Linked DNA regions of Sus scrofa: region 2 is linked to region 1. Evidence: chromatin contacts called from public HiChIP or PLAC-seq data. All regions are on one chromosome and are shown on one strand. Each heading gives the region's core, a stretch centred on a gene start, on an enhancer-like site or on the middle of the called end of the contact. The rest is flanking DNA. Distances are from core to core; before and after follow the strand shown. Region 1 holds the start of KCTD11 (BTB/POZ domain-containing protein KCTD11). Region 2 holds the start of DNAH2 (dynein heavy chain 2, axonemal).

Region 1 (2,700 bases), core at 75-2,574:
CAGCCCCAGTCTCTGGTACTCCACTTCCGGGAGTTCCGAGGGGCGGGGGGCCCACTCCAGACGAAAGTGTGGGCCTCCCTCCGCCCTGTCGTCATTGGCCACACCAAATCGGGCCCGCATGGCACCCAGACACTCGGGGTCGGTGCAGAAGAGGTTGGCCCGGAAGGTGTCCACCTGGACAGAGCTCAGCTCATAGTGGTGCGGGCCCCGGCGAGCGGAGAAGTGCACCAGGCGGGGGCTGCTTTCTACATCTGCGTGGAGCAGGGCGGCTGTGGGTGCCGGGGTCCCCCGAGATGCCTCTAGTTCCCGCAAGGCATCCAGGAGAGGCCGGATCTGGTAAAAGTCAGCCTCTGCCCGGAGAAGCGCCGTCTCCCCATATCCACGGGGCAAGTCCAGGCGGCCCAGCCGCAGAAAGTTGAGGATGTGCCGGAAGGCCTTGCCATCTCGGTCGATGAAGTAGTGGCCACCTCCCTGGGGACTGAGGTTGGGGGTCATGGGGGTACCGGCCCTAAACATGGCCCCCAGCATGGAGTCTGGGAATCGAGTCAGCGTCTCCAAAGTGGTGGAATATAGCGTGCCCCCCACATTCAGGGTCACAGGGCCCCCAAAGGCGGGGGGCGGAGAGGGCACAGGAGGAGGGGAAATTTTGAGGAGTACTGGGGACACCGAAAGAGAAGAAAAGGCGGAACTTCCTGGGTGTGTGCAGAACTGGGGCGTAAAGTTCAGGCAGTCTCTGGGTCGGAGGCACAAATTGGAGTACAAGGCAGCAAGATGTGGGGCTCACTCCAGCTACTGTGGTGGGGGAGGGTTCTGGGCACAGAAATTCCGGAAAGATTGGGAGAACGGATAAAAACAGCAGAGGGAAGCCAGAGAGGGACGAGAGATTTAGGTCCGATTCCGGGGGTCAGCGATTCCTCTATGTGGTCTTCAGACAGTGGGTTTCCGAAATCCAACCAGCAGGTGACGGTGGCGAGCACAAGGCCGACTCTTTGAAGGGTCAGGTTTCTGAGCTCTGGGGCAGAGCGCTGTCGCTCCGGGCGAGTCGATGCAGAGCTCCGGGAGCCAGTCGGAGGCCGGGCCTGGCCTGGCTCCGGCGCGGGTTCCAGGAGATGGAGGAGGGGCTGACCGGAGCCGACACCGGAGGCTCCTCTGTGTCCGCTGGGGAGCGAGGATGCACGCTCAGTCCGAGCTGGCAGTGTCCAAGGACTCCGATGGAAGCAGCCGGGAGTCTCGAGACCGGGCGCCGCCGCCTTCCCCCAGTGTCGTCGCAGCCGCTGAAGTCCTCTCCGCCCCCAGGAAGTGGCCTAAGGGCAGCGGCCGGGGGCCCTTTAAGAGGCAGCCCCGCCCCCTGGGCGCCCCGCCCCCCGCCCCCGCCGGGCGAGCGCGGCTTGGGTGGTGGTGGGAGCCGAGAGCGGCGAACCGGAGAGACGGGGCGGACGGGCTGGCTAGGCGGACGCTAGCGGGGGTGGGGTCCTGCGGGTGACTCAGGCGCGTCGTTCCGGATGTGGCTGCGACGGCCCCGCCGGCCCCCAGGTGTGCTAGACCTCACGTCTGCATCTAGGCTGGAGCCGGCCCCTCCTATCTCGCCGCTCCGGAAACCGAAGCCTGGCCGTCGGGGGCTGGGGACCAGTTCCTTCCCAGTCGCTCCGCAGGGAATTCCCGAGGGGGCGGGTGCTGAGCCGCCGCATTCCAGGGATGCCTCCGGGCCTGGGCCGGGGTGGCCTGAGCCAGCCTCGCCATCCCAGCCATATGCCAGCACCCCCAAGGGAAGGCCGGGCCCAGCCCACGCGAGCGGCTTCTCCCCACCCGGATGGGTCTGGCCACGTCGCCTGAGCCTACGTGCCCCGCGCGACTCTCAGACTGAGGCCGAAGCTCCCTCTTCTTGTTCCCCTTGTTCGCCCCTCCGCCCCTCGTGTGACTCAAGCTCGCAAACTCCCAGCCGCTCCTGCACCCCAAGAGACGCAACGCCCAACTCCTTGCCAGCCTGAAGGGGCTGCCCAGTAAATGAACTTTGAAGAGCAAGGCACAGAGGATTTAATGGCGAAGGGGCGGAGGGGAGGAGTAGCCGGTGCGGGGCCCTCGACGGTCTGAGATCATAGCGTGTGGAGGTCATGACTGCGCCGCCTCAGCTTCTCGGGGTCGTCAGATGCCATGAGGGAGAAGTCTCGGAAGATGTCGAGATACGTCTCATCTCCTGAGGGGAGGGAGGAAGGGCTGGGACGCCGGGTGGCTGGGCGCTAGCACTGAAGCGCACAATGGGGACAGCCCGGCCTGGTAAGAGCACGCGCTTCCAGCGTGGGTGGAGGGGACATCTGCGCTGTCAGGGCAGCGCCCTCGCCTATTCTTTGCTCTGTTTCAAGGACCTGGCGCGTAGGATGTGCCCCATCCATATCTGTTGACTAAATAATGTAATTAACCAAAGAAGCTGAGCACAGGGGGTTGGGGACAGGTCACCAGCGACCAGAAGCCCAGAGTTACAGTGTCGTGTGGGGGCGGGGGTGGGGGGTACTTTACCAGCCTGGCCCTGGGCCGCATCGGCCTCTCTCATCTTTGCCAGTCGGAGCCTGTAGGGAAGGGAATTAAGGAATGAATGACATTCTCTTAACAACCTACCCCCCCAACTTCCTATCTTTTGAGTTGGGAGTTTCATTCATCTGTTTTGTTGAAAAGATGCCTAACGACAATATTAACGAACGTTGC
Region 2 (2,700 bases), core at 195-2,694, 280 kb before region 1:
TGACATTAAAAAGAAAAAAAGGGGGGCCCACCCCACTAATGAGGAGTCAGGAACCTCTGCCCAGAGGTGTAAGGTTCTCATGAAAAGATCTACACGCTGAGGTGTGGTTGCACAAACCGTCAGGGCCGTGGATGAGTGGGAGGGCACAGGGAGGGGAAGACTGTCCCCACGTTCCACACCTTTTGTCACTGTGTCAAGTTACCAAGCAACAAGATGATTTTCCCATGTCCTTCCTTTCCTCCCAAGTTCCCTCCCCCCAAAGAGGGGGAAACAGAAAAATGCCCCCTCTCCTCCCACTAAAATCTGCAACCTCCTTAAGCAAAGAAACGACAGCATTTGCAACACGTCTCTTTAGCTTTTCCTTCCTGGGGGTAGGAACCCCCTCTCTTTAGCTTTTCCTTCCTGGGGGGTAGGAACCCCGCTCCGTGGGTACTGAAAAGGTCTCTTAGCACAGGCTGGCTGAGTCATTCCGAGCTAAGGGATAATGAAGGTGAAGAGCAGGATTCTAGATGCCCTGAGAACAGACTGGAGGAAGGAAAGACAAACGTCACCCAATGGCGAATTTCAAATGGTGTCTGGGGAGGGGAGAAGAGGATGGGGGGTGGTGAGGAAGGCCCCAGCAGCGTTTCTCTCCGAAAAGGAGGACGTCGGGGGGCCGGGCATCCCTGGCGGGCAAGGTCTGATTCGCGGCCATTCCCTCTTCACTCAGCTCTGGCCTGACAGCCACCTGTGGCTTTTCTTTCTCATCCCCACAGGCTGCCGCCGGCATTGATCAGAGGTTATGAGTTTCAAACTTGAAGGCTGTGCTCCAAGGAAAACGGTTCTATTAGGCCAGCACATCAATACAGCCAACTGGGGCAGGGCGGCTTCGGGCTTCCGCCACCCGCCTCCAGAGAAGCGACAGGCTGCGCTTCCCCGCCTCCAAGTGGAGCCTCGGGAACATTCCGCTGGCCAGGCTGGGAGCCCTCTCCCCACGGGGTTCACGCCATGGCCCCACTCCGAGACCCCAGGAGGAGCTTTCCACGAGCCTGGGACTCTTTCTATTACTCGGGAAACACCGCAGCGGGCCGGCCCTCTCCTCCGACCCCCAGTGGCTGCCAGCGAGCCAGTTTCCCCTCCCAGGAGCTTCCTCACACAACTGTCACAACCGTCCCCGCTTCTTCATCTCAACTCCAACTGCCCCTTCCTCTCCCCACAACTGCCCCTTGCTCTCCCCTCCCCCACAGCTGCCCCTTTCCCCGCCCCCCTCAACTCTCCCTCCTACCCCCTCACCGCTGCCCCTTCTTTCCGCACCTCCCGGCTCTCCCGGGCATTCCTCCCCTCCTCCCCTCTGCCCCCGACACACACCTCACGACGCCGACCCTCTCCTCCCTAGGCCGACCGACCGGCCCCTTCAGCTAACAAGTTGCCCCGCGTGGCCCTCTCGGGCCCGCGCCTGCACGCGTCACCATGGCAACCGAAGCGGGAGGGGGCGGGTGGCTGGGGCGCGAGCCCGCGAGCTCGGCCTCCTGGGCGCAGGCGCAGTGAAGTCCGGACCCCAGGCTCCCTGCCCCGCTGGTCCCGTGTCTCCCCGGCGGGGACCAGGGGCAACAGGGCTGGGGGGCAAGGGAAAGCTGCCAGACCTGGCAGGCTGGAGGGTGGCGGGGGGTCTGGTCGGAACACAGGCTGGAAGGCCTGGGGCTGGGAACAATGAGCAGCCTCCTGCAGGACACCAAACAGGCTGGGGGAACCTGAGCGCCCGACCCCGCGCCGGGGTCTGTGGGCTCCATCCCGGGCGAGTCCAGCAGATGGCGCCGGGGGTTCCGCCGGCGAGGCTCACGCGCGCCCTAGAAGGCGCTCCAGGATTTCGAGGCAGCCGTGGCTGCAGCTGAGTCCGGGGGAAAAACCGGGGCTGGAGCACCTCTGCCCTCCTGCTTGTTCCCCCTTCTTAGTTCGGACTGGGGTCTAGGATCGCCTGGCAGCGCGGGGCGGGGGAAAGAGGGAAGAACGGAACTGGAATTTGGGGAATCTGAGGATTGGCTTTGGAAAGCGTCGCTCGTTTTGGGGGGACAGGAGGCGGGGACTCTCTGGGGAAGGTGACCGGGCCGGGGAGGGGCTCGGCTCTCCGTAAGAACAAAGGCTGAGTCCTGGGGAAGCGAGGACAGGGGTGTGAGAAAAGGGGCAGACCGCCGCAGGTGCTAGGGGGCGCTGCGGGCTGGGGCTGCCCGGAGAAGCGCCTGGAAGACTGAGCTGTACCTGGGGCTGGTAGAAGCTCTAGGGAGGCCTGGGAGATCCAGAGAAGAAGCGAATCTGGGGGATGGGAAGGCACCCTCCCTGCTTCCATCAATAGTGCCTAATTAAGACAAAGCCAGCAGCGAGCCACTGATTACATTTCCATGAAGAGCTAAATTGATGACATTTTCTTCTCGGGATGAGGAGAGAAGCTGGCACCTCAGTTCCCCCTTTTCCTGGGCGGTGTTCACACCTGACGGATCTCATTATGCCAGTCTGGCACCGCGAGGAGTGGCAGACCCTGGTACTCCTGTAGGGCCCATCCACACTTAGACCCAGCTTAGCTCTCACCATCCTGCCTACCACATTTTTTCCCCCAGAATTGACAACCCCTGGCCCTTGGCATCACGAGAGCCCCATTATCCTTAAAGTGGGTTTCTGGGCTCCTGCCCAGCCCACACTCCTGTTGCCGACAGCAAGGATTGAAGG

The links. HiChIP or PLAC-seq counts read pairs in DNA pulled down with a chosen protein or histone mark.
Region 2: a contact with region 1 is called in an H3K27ac HiChIP or PLAC-seq map of alveolar macrophages. The contact joins the promoter of DNAH2 here to the promoter of KCTD11 in region 1. A contact is called at or near these places in 1 of 47 Hi-C or Micro-C datasets (embryonic fibroblasts) and 1 of 2 datasets of contacts at active chromatin or transcription factors (alveolar macrophages).

What each region holds. Positions count from the first base shown.
Region 1 is chr12:52,696,779-52,699,478 of Sscrofa11.1, reverse strand. KCTD11 (BTB/POZ domain-containing protein KCTD11) reads right to left here and starts at 1,324. Exons shown (of 1, transcript XM_003358250.5): 1 at 1-1,324. The coding sequence starts at 528. ACAP1 (arf-GAP with coiled-coil, ANK repeat and PH domain-containing protein 1) reads right to left here. Exons shown (of 25, transcript XM_021067819.1): 24 at 2,515-2,564; 25 at 733-2,194. The coding sequence ends at 2,094.
Region 2 is chr12:52,980,961-52,983,660 of Sscrofa11.1, reverse strand. DNAH2 (dynein heavy chain 2, axonemal) reads right to left here and starts at 1,444. Exons shown (of 89, transcript XM_013981316.2): 1 at 1,348-1,444.